Linked DNA regions of Callithrix jacchus: region 1 is linked to region 2. Evidence: chromatin contacts called from public Hi-C data. All regions are on one chromosome and are shown on one strand. The core of a region is the stretch at or near the end of the contact, and the rest is flanking DNA. Distances in the headings are between cores, read along the strand shown. Region 1 holds the start of ST3GAL6 (ST3 beta-galactoside alpha-2,3-sialyltransferase 6). Region 2 holds the start of CPOX (coproporphyrinogen oxidase).

Evidence for each region. Hi-C and Micro-C count contacts between places; a contact is called where the count stands out from the background.
Region 1: a Hi-C map of skeletal muscle shows a contact between it and region 2, with 3 times the contacts expected there. The contact joins the promoter of ST3GAL6 here to the promoter of CPOX in region 2. A contact is called at or near these places in 2 of 3 Hi-C or Micro-C datasets (both in skeletal muscle).

Annotation. Positions count from the first base shown.
Region 1 is chr15:89,869,563-89,874,888 of calJac240_pri, forward strand. It overlaps ST3GAL6 (ST3 beta-galactoside alpha-2,3-sialyltransferase 6), which reads left to right and starts at 3,960. Exons shown (of 14, transcript XM_078352205.1): 1 at 3,960-4,224.
Region 2 is chr15:89,725,601-89,730,437 of calJac240_pri, forward strand. CPOX (coproporphyrinogen oxidase) reads right to left here and starts at 1,883. Exons shown (of 7, transcript XM_002758871.4): 1 at 1,228-1,883. The coding sequence starts at 1,780.

The DNA of each region.
Region 1 (5,326 bases), core at 2,710-5,209, 150 kb after region 2:
CTCCTGAGTAGCTGGGATTACAGGCATCTGCCACCAGGCCTGACTAATTTCTGTATTTTTAGTAGAAACGGGATTTCGCCATGTTGATCAGGCTGGTCTCAAACTCCTGACCTCAGGGGATCCACCCGCCTCAGCCTCCCAAAATGCTGGGATTACAGGTGTGAGCCACCCCGCCTGACCCTTCTATTTCTTTCATGAATTGTTTGTTTATGGCTTGTGTTCTATTTCAGAATAGGTTTTGTTTGTGTACTGATCCATAGGAATTTTTTTCACAGATTCTGTATTTTCTCCCTTTTAAAAAGTAATATGTTGCACTTATTTCCTGTCAGTTGCCCTATTTATGGTTTCCACCATACAGATGTTGTACGTGTTCAGGAGTTTGGGATGAGCTTATTCCCAGTCTCACCATCCCATCTCCCCTCACCCCCAGCCTTCGGTAAAAGAGAATGAGCAACTAAAACCTCTGACATTTTGACAGAACTGGTAGACTATGAGGATACCATCATTTATGAAGTTGCAAATAAGCTTCCTGGTAGACTTGATTCCTTTTTTTTGTACAATCACAATAGTGGGAAAATCATCACAGTGGATATCTGCATATGCAAAAATGTAGCTGAGACTCTAGCCTGAAGCAGAGATTTTGGAGAAGTACGACTCTGCTTAAAGCAACTAAACTGCTTTTTGCTAATGTGATACATTTTCTACACTGTGGACAGTCATAGCTCTAAATTAGGATTTAGACTGCTTAGGCACTTATTCTTTCTGAGATGTACATATTCTTTAAATAACTGCTTATAGGAGATAAAACGCCAAGACAGCCAGAAGACTGCACTGGCAGGATTTTCTCCTCGAGTTGGAGGAAGGATTGTATGTATAAAGGATTAGCTTGGTGAAGCTCAGTCATGAAAGAGATAGTGTTTAAAACTGAACTCAATGTTCTCTGACCAATGGGTCAAATAAAAAAAAAAAATTGAACTTGACCTTGAAAATTGTTTTTAAAAAGAAACCTTTTGAACATGCACTGTAAAAAAGTTAACATTTTTTATAATTTAAAAATAATTTTATAAGAATATTTTCATTAAAAAATAAAAATTTTGTATTTAAAATATCATATATCATGTACTGTAAAAAATTTTAAAAGTTCAATTTTTTATAAAGGTTATTTTATGTGTTTTGAGACAGAGCCTTGCTCTGTTGCCAGGTGCCAGGCTGGAGTGCAGTGGCACAATCTCGGCTCACTGCAACCTCCACCTCCTAGGTTCAAGCAATTGTCCTGCCTCAGCCTCCTGAGTAGCTGGGACTACAGACGCACGTCACCACACCCAGCTAATTTTTGTATTTTTAGTAGAGATGGGGTTTCACCATGTTGGCCAGGATGGTCTCAATCTCTCGACCTCATGATTCACCCGCCTCAGCCTCCCAAAGGGCTGGGATTACAGGCATGAGCCACCTCACCCTGCTTTTAAAGATTATTTTATAAGAGGATTTTTATATTATAAAATGTAATTTTTATATTTTAAAAATTATTTTATAAGAGGATATTGTGGACTGCTGTCACTTTATAGGTAGCTCCAGTCCTGGGGTTCACCTACTATGATCTGATTTGATTGTCGTGCTGAGAGCACACCCTTATGAGTAGGTCTCTCCTACAAGGCGTAGACATTCTTGCCATCAATCATGTCAGAAAAGGCTGTACTTGGGAAAGAACATGAGAATTTAGAAGGCAGGTCTACAGTGGGGATGAGAAGGAAATACTTTCTTTGGTCTGTTCTAGAGTGCACATTTACAAGTGCTGAATGGCCTCCTGTGGTAATGTGGGGAACCTGGCCTCTACCTGTCAGCGGTACACATAGGCCACAGCCTATGAAACAACAGCATTTATTTCGAAGAGATTGCACCACCATAACCAAAAAACAAACCTAGCAAAACGGGGCCAGCCCTATATGTACACTGCCTGAAAATTATGATTTTAGAGGCTTTTGAAAGACCTTGCATGTCCCAAGAGTTCTCTCCACCTTTGTGGCTTTCCCCTCCCAGCTTATTAGAATAAATCTTCTATCAAAAGACTGAATTAAATATACATATATTGGGAGAGCATTTTTTTTTTTCAAAACAATGACCAGAAGCACTAACCCGGAGAGGACTAAAAACTTTTAATTCCATCACCCTACTTAAGTCTTTGTCGGTTTCCACAGGAATATAAAACATTTACATAATAGCAATCATGTGCCCATACAGTAATATATCCTGAATTTTTAAAAATGAATGTTACACAGATCAAAACCACCGCCCACCACAGAGAGTTACATAGTGGTGATATCTTGGAAAGAACAATGAATTTGTCCCTAGGTGCTTTCCTTTGAGTCACAGCTCCAATGCAGGCAGTATATCACTTAACCACGTAACTCTGTTCCTTCCTTTCTACCATGACTGGCTTGCAGGTTGAGTGAGAGAACCAATACAACGCATGGTGCATGGCTGACTCATGGTGGGCAATGACTGGTAGTTAATATTTTTAGTGTTATTTTTAAAGTCAACATTTGACTTCCTGAACTGATGCGTTTTGTGGCAAGCACTGTGCCGAGCTTCTTTACAACAGAGACTGTTTTTATCCTAATTACACTTCAAGAGAAGTTGTAGTATCTCACTTTACACCTGACAAAAAAGAAGCCCACTGTGATGAAGCCACTTGCCCAAAGTCACACAGCAGGTCAGTGGAAGAGACAGCTTTTGAACTAGGTTGGGGTGAACAGTAGTTACTGGCCACTACCAAATATGAAACACAAACGTCACCTCAGAACAGCAGAGAGCCTCTCTTCTTAGCACATTACTTTGCAGATTCAAAAAGTCCAGAAGGCCAGAGTCAATGAGGAGAAATACAGTTTTAGTTTTTAAGATCATGAACAAGATGTACATGAAGAACCCAGAAGAAATTAAAAGAGCAGAGTACACTTCAACACCAATTAGTTCAAATTGACAACTTCCCTCAAACTCTTTCACTATCCTGATGTCTCAAGAGCCACGTTTAAAATTACGAAATCTGTGTAGGTTATGTGAAAGGCAATCTGTAGAAAGGGCAAAGAATATGAATTATCTGAGCCCTTCAGCTTTTTTTTTGCTTAGTAAGATTGGGAAAATAACAAATGGTACCTCCCCGGGCTGTTGTTATAATTAAGACAAATACCAGAGCAGTTTGGCAGGTGGAGGCAGGCGGATCACTTGAGGTCAGGAGTTTGGATCCAGCCTGGCCAACATAGTGAAACCCTATCTCTACTAAAAATACAAAAATTAGCTGGGTGTGGTGGGGTGCGCCTGTAATCTCAGCTACTTGGGAGGCTGAGGCAGGAGAATCGCTTGAGCCGGGAAGGCAGAGGTTGCAGCCTGGAGTGCAAGATCCTGTCTCAAAAAAAAAAAAAAATCTGTATCTATAGATATAGATATGGAGAGAGAGAGAGAGACAGAGAGACAGAGAGAGAGAGAGAGAGAGAGAGAGAGAGAGAGAGAGAGAGAGACAGAGACACCCCGTGAGAAATACCAGAAAGCCCATCACAGATGAAGGACTTTGTTCCACTTCATGACATATTGCCAACTTTGAATTGCATCAAAATCCGTGGGTCTTCTCTCTGGGGTCATTTGATCCCACGTGATTACACTGCTTAGTGCCCAAAGGTTGCAGCTATGACTTGAATGTTTCTAGACAAGGAATTATTTGACAGACACGTTTTAAAAAGTATTCAGAGCCATCCAAGTAAGAGGACATTAATAACGTAGGCTTTTTTCTAGGGAGCCAAAAGGCAAAACACGTTCCACCTTCGTTCTCCCTAAAGTTATTGTCAGCTTCAAAAGATAAAAAGTACTCACACATTTGCTCTTGGAGGGCAGAGCCCCGGAATTCAGGAGCTCTCTGCACACTCCTCCCTTTCGGATGGGACCAAACCTTCGGCTGAGCTTTGTGTCACAGTCCGCGGCGCGACGAGCCTCCGTGTTTGCCTCTGCGCCCGCCAGCACGGCCGGGAAGGGGAGTGTCCCGCCGCCCCTCACTCCAGCTCCTGCAGCTTTCCAAACACACCAGGGCGGGATGGGAGTGTCTTCTTGGCTGTGGAAATCGATCCTCCTACCTTGTCCTGAAGCCACCCGCCGCCTTTCCCCGTCCCTCCCTCCGCGGTGATTTTCCGGCCCCGGCGCCCGGCAAGGGCGCGCGGTGGAGTCCGCCCCGCCCGAAAGGTAGGGACTGACTGGGCTGCGCTCCCGCGTCGCCGCCCTGGGAACAGCGAGGCCCGCAGCCTCCAGCCGCTTCGCACCTTGCTCGGCGAATCAGCGGCGGCCGCGATCACCGCGCAAGTGGAGTAGCTTCCCGCGGCTCCAGAGCGCTCGGCGCAGTCGCCCAGGACCGGGACTCCGGAGCCGCGGGCAGCGCGCGGGCCGGCGGGAGCCTGAGACTCCGCGCAGCACTGCGCCCTCCTCTGCTCCCCCGCCGGATCCGGGAGGAAGGAATCGTGCCCGCGCCACCTTCCTCTGGTTTCCGCCGGCCGCGGCTCCGGCGGCCCGATGCGGCAGGCGCCGCGGGAGAGGAGCAGCGGGCTGGATCGAGAGCGGCCCCCCACCCGATCACGGAGCCCCGCACGCCTTTGAGGTCGTAGCTGCTGGGCCTCGGAAGGGCACTCTCGCCGGCCGGCTTCGCTGTGGGTTCGCAGTGCCCGGGTGAGGGAGATTGGGGTGCGGGGAGCCCGCGTCCTGGGCCGGGACCGGGCGGCCTGGGGTGTGTGCCGCCCCGACCCTCCGGCGTTTCTGCCTCTGAGGTCAGGGTTGGGGGTGGGGACGCGGAGGGGTGCTTGCTCCTCCACACGCCCTGCCAGCCCCAGGGAGCGTGGCGTGTGGGGAGTAAGGGGGCCACGGGCGCTGGGACCCGCGAGCCAGCCGGGGTGCGCCGCAGCGCGGCCGGGAGGGCGCCCGGGGATCCTGGAGCCATGGAGGGCAGGAGGGGCGCGCAGCCTCGCGGGTAAGCCCGAGAGCCGCGGGGGCAGAGAAAATTTGCCCTGGGACCCTCTTTCATCGAATCGCCGGCTGCGAACCCGGGAGGAGTGTCCAGCGCCTCCTTCACTATTGTTTTCTTGGGAAAGGGTCTGTACGCGAGGAGGGCTGGGGTCTGGAAGGTTCTGGTCTCTTACCGTAGAAAGTTTTCCGAGAAACGCTTCTTCCCTCTGCAATAGAACTAGACCTAACAAAACAAGCACCGAGACAGTTTAGGAGAAAGGAAGACTGTGAGTAAATCGCGGTGTTTGGGCTGCTGTTAATTTTCAAGATAAGGGAGAAACAACTTGTCACG
Region 2 (4,837 bases), core at 633-3,132:
TGAGCCTTACTACTCATTTTTTTCTTAAGGTACTAGGGTCACTGCAAGGGCACTGTTTCATCAAATTTCATGTTTGGCTTGTTATTTCTAAGAACAGTTAGAGCTGGATAGGAAATAAGATGATCCTGTACAACTCTCATATATTCCCAATGAGAAAACTGAGGGCCAGAGAGGCAAAACATCTTATCCAAGATCTAACTGATGACAAGTGGCTGAAACAAATTGTCTAAATGCTATGTTTCGGACAATATTCTAAGCACTTCACATATATTCTATCCATATACATGTGTAGTAGGAGGATTAAATAAGATGAAATATATATATGTATATTTCACAGATGGGAAAACGCCATAAAAGAGTAACCTCTAGGGTCACACAGCTAGTCTTGTACTTGAGATTGTGTCCTGGTTCAGTGGTCTTTACTTGAAAACATTACACGATAGAAAACTAGACTCCATTCAATATAGATGTGGCAGTATCACAGATCGAAATCTGCTGGTGAGAAGCTGCTGTTGTATTTCCAGCTAGGAAAAGTCAGGAATCCTTCAAGTTTCCACTCAAGATGTGGGGTTTCCCTGTATGGGCAACAACGTGTCATGAATGTATGCCTCTATGAGAACTGGATTTTGATGCTCAAATATTTTGCCATTGAAAGGGAAGATTTTCCTAGCAGGAAACCTGATGGGTGCATTTGGTAGCGCTACTGAGAAACCAATCAAATATATCTTGCGCAATATTAAAAAGAAGTGGGAAGAGTCTGACACAATGATACCCTAACTGGAGGAGTTTAGCTGACACTTAGCGGGCAGGAGATGAGTTCTATATCCTAAAAAGGAAAAAGGGCAAATTCACCCAGAGAAGGAGATAAACTGTGTTCCCTAATCTACTGAAATTTATGTTCAATAGCAAACTTTGGACATCTAAGCTTGTTAGCTGCAAATATCACTTAAGATTTCTACAAAAAATTCTGCTATGGAATTGCAAAGATTTTGAAATGCAGTACTCGAGTGACAGCTGATCCGTGTCCATACCTGCAAGCAGAGGGGTGGCGACCCTTTCAGCGTCCCTCTTTTTATCAGCAGTCTCTTAACCAAGCAGCCTCTCTGTGGGTACCCGCTACCTACTACCCTATCCCGTACTGTGAACTATTATGTTTTCTGTCTGAAACCTGGAACCTGACCTTTTTTCCACTCATCTCCACCTTCCGCTAGTGGCCGGCTTCCTTACCTTCTTTCCTCTCCCACCGGTCCACAGAAAAGCTGGCACCCCCGTCTACCTGTGCCAGAGCCTGGCACACCTGCGCCTGGGTCTCCAGGATCAGCAGTTCCATCTTGGTCTTCATGTCGGCCGGCCTCCTTCGCAGCTCGCCCAGGTCGGTCACAGGCGCGGCCATGAAGCAGCTGCAGCGGCGGGCCAGCTCATCCTCCTCCTCTGGCCTCCCCAGCGAAGGTTCCCGCGTCCCCGAGCTCTTGGGCACCATCTCCGCCCGCTGCACATGCCCGAAGGCGGCGGCGGCCAGCCCCACCACCCCCGCCAGCGCCGCGGCCAGCCCTGTCCCCTGCCAGGTGCCGCCTCTCGCCGTCGGGACGTGCCCCAGCCCGCGGCTCTGCTCCGTGCCAACCGGGCCAGGGGGCCGGCAGATGCGTCCGGCTGCGCTGCACGGGGACCCGGCGCAGAGACCTTCACAGCCGCGGTGGGACCAGGCGCGGGGCCCTCCGCAGCCGCCCCGCGCCGCGCGCCAGCAAGGGGCTGCGCTCAGCCTGCCCAGCTGCAAGGCCATACTCCCGCACGGTCACCCCGGGCAGTGCCTGGGTCCCAGAGTCGAGCCTCAGAGCCCCCCGGCAATCCCGAGCCCGCGAGCCCCGAAAGCAGAGAACCCTTCTGGAAGGGCCGCTGCCGGCGCTTCGGGCTCCCGCGGCGCGGGCGCGAAGCGGGGCACGCTGGGAGATGTAGTCCTGCTCCTATCGCCGCCTGCCGCGTCCCGGCGCTGGCGGGAGATAAGAATCCGGAGCGCCCGGAAGGGCTGATCTGAGGCGAGGAGAGCGGGGGCGGGGGGGGATGGGACGTGCTGTGGAAGCTGCCCGAGAGATAAGATGGGCTTTCTGATCACATACAACCTTGGGGCGGCTGTCTTTCGGCCTCGGGAAGAAGATAGAGTAGGGCTGGGAGGCTGAGGGCGGACCGGGGCAGAAATGCGGCAGAGAACGTAGTCGCGCTTACATTTTCAGAGTTTGCAGAATGCAGATCCCGGCCCAGGATATACAAACCCGCCCTTCGCCCTGGGTCCTGGTCCTCTAGAGTTTCTAGGGCTTGAGGGGGCGGGGATGAGCAGGCTGGGAAACGTCTTGCTTAAGGATGATTTTCTAAAGAGAGTGGGAGAAGCAAGTAATGGGCTCGGAAGGGGATCTGGGAGAAGAGTTTCTGTGATCCAGTCCGCACCACCGTTCTGTCCTCAAGATTTACCCAGGCGTTGCTTCCATAGTGCCTACTTGTTTTAGAAAAACGAAAGGCAAAGTGACTGTTTCCGTTAACCAGTAGAAAATTCCTGACTTGGTGCGTTTTGGTGATTAAGAAGAATTTTAAAAATAGTTATTGTACTGTAGGGTCTTTCAAATATTGCTCACGTTTAGTACTTACAACAACGGCTGCAAACTAGGCAGGGCAAAGTCCACACGTCCTCCCACTCTGGCTCCCTTCCCCCACCCTTTAAAGAAACGAGGAAAGAAGCTAACATGTGACAGGCAGCTCTTTGTCCCCGCTGTAACCATACCACAGCTTCATGGTTCCTGGGCGCAAAAGTGTGAGAACTATTGTCATGGGCTAATTTGTCCCATAAGTCTCCACGATTATTTTAATTTCTAGTGGTAGATAATAATTTAAGCCACTGGTAGCTGTTGCCACAAGTTTTTTCTTAGTGGCGGGATGCACTGACGGAATCTCCACGGCTTTTGAGTCGGACCAATTGGTATCTTATCCACCCACAACTGCACCTGGCAGTTCTCCCACTGGGACATGATGTTAGCAAGGTGGGTGTGCTTGCCCAAGCCTCACCACTGAGAATCAATGGAAAGTAAGGGCTTGGGTTGAGAAGTGACTAAGCTACTTTTTTTTTTTGAGACGGAGTTTCGCTCTTGTTACCCAGGCTGGAGTGCAATGGCGCGATCTCGGCTCACCGCAACCTCCGCCTCCTGGGTTCAAGCATTTCTCCTGCCTCAGCCTCCCGAGTAGCTGGGACTACAGGCGCGTGCCACCGTGCCCAGCTAATTTTTGTATTTTTAGTAGAGACGGGGTTTCATCTTGTTGACCAGGATGGTCTCGATCTCTTGAGCTCGTGATCCACCCTCCTCGGCCTCCCAAAGTGCTGGGTTTATAGGCGTGAGCCACCGCGCCCGGCCTGTGACTAAGCTACTTTTAGGGAAGAAAAACAATTAGCTTTTAGCCATAGCACCACCTGCCAGGAGGCCAAGTTAGAAGTGGAGGCAAGGAAATGAGAATGATCATTGTAGGAAAGGTTGATGCCCTCTTCTGGATGCCTGTGATGGGGTTGGGCTGGGCCTGGTGATGAGAAATGAACCTCATCAAATGAAAAGGAGCCTCTCTGCTCGTTTATTTGTAAGAAGATCCTTCATTATTGCTCTAATTCTGCAAATACCCATAAGGTTAGTAAAAGCTAAGTAAGAACAGACTGTTTTAAACATTCGCCCAGTCACAGAGGCTGATGCTGAGCAAATTGTGTACTAGCTTCCAGGTTTCCATCCCTCTCATCCTTAGCCTTTCTAAGCAAAGGGCCTCTCCGTTCTTCCTCTGGTTCCCCACACCCTCCCTACTGGCAACCTGTTATTTAATGCATAAGAAAGGCTTCAATAGCTTGGTTAGTATGGGTTTAAATCACCTTTCTGGGGGTTCAAATTGTTCCCAAGTGGGATACTCGTATTTAAATCATATTTGTCAGTGTGTGGAGGAAAAAAAAAAGATATCACTAATCTAAGTAATTTCTTACATCAGAAAACTAGTTGGGACAAATAAAAAGTTTCTAATTAGCTGTAGAAAGTAAGGTGTAAATTAGAAGTTCTCATCTATTTTTTAGCTTAGTTTCTTGCATCGCTTTGCAACTTTATTTTTTATGTGATCCTATCACAAAAATGATTCTGACTAGACTTACAGGTATTAGTAGTAAGTATTATTTTTCAAAATAATACATGCTTCTCAGAATCCTTATGAACTTTTCCTTCTCCTAAAGCCCTGTTGAACATAACTTATTTTAGGCCTGCTGGTGCATATTAGAAAGAGTTCTAATGTTAATCCCTCTGGTAGATTTACCACCTTCTAACAACACACACACACACACACACACGCATTCTCACTATTTTTACTAAACTATACTATTTTCAACAATTATCAAATTCTGAAAGCCAAAGTTAAGAAATGTATTGCTAAATTCACTTAGTTCTGTTGCTTTCAGATAGATATAGAAACTCAGGCAAATATTACAGAAAATCTGTGTTTACCTTGGCATGCTTCTGCCCAACTCATCAGAAATTTTGGTGGGGTGATGGGAGGAGTGGTAAGATTGGCAAGGAAGTAGAATTTTTAAAATGTTAACTCAATTTTTTGTCCTGGAACTTGTATTTTAAACTTTTAGGTCTATAGTAGCAAATGCTTACATAGATCATTAAAATAATTGGTTCTTAAAGCTGTATGTAGTCTAAATATCCAATGCAATTTAGTGTTGTTGACTTGCTTTTTCTTTAACTGGTGTAATTTTAAAATTATTTTTTCACAAATGTATAGATTACATTTCAGGGAGATTTTATGTAAGGGACCAACTCATGTTACC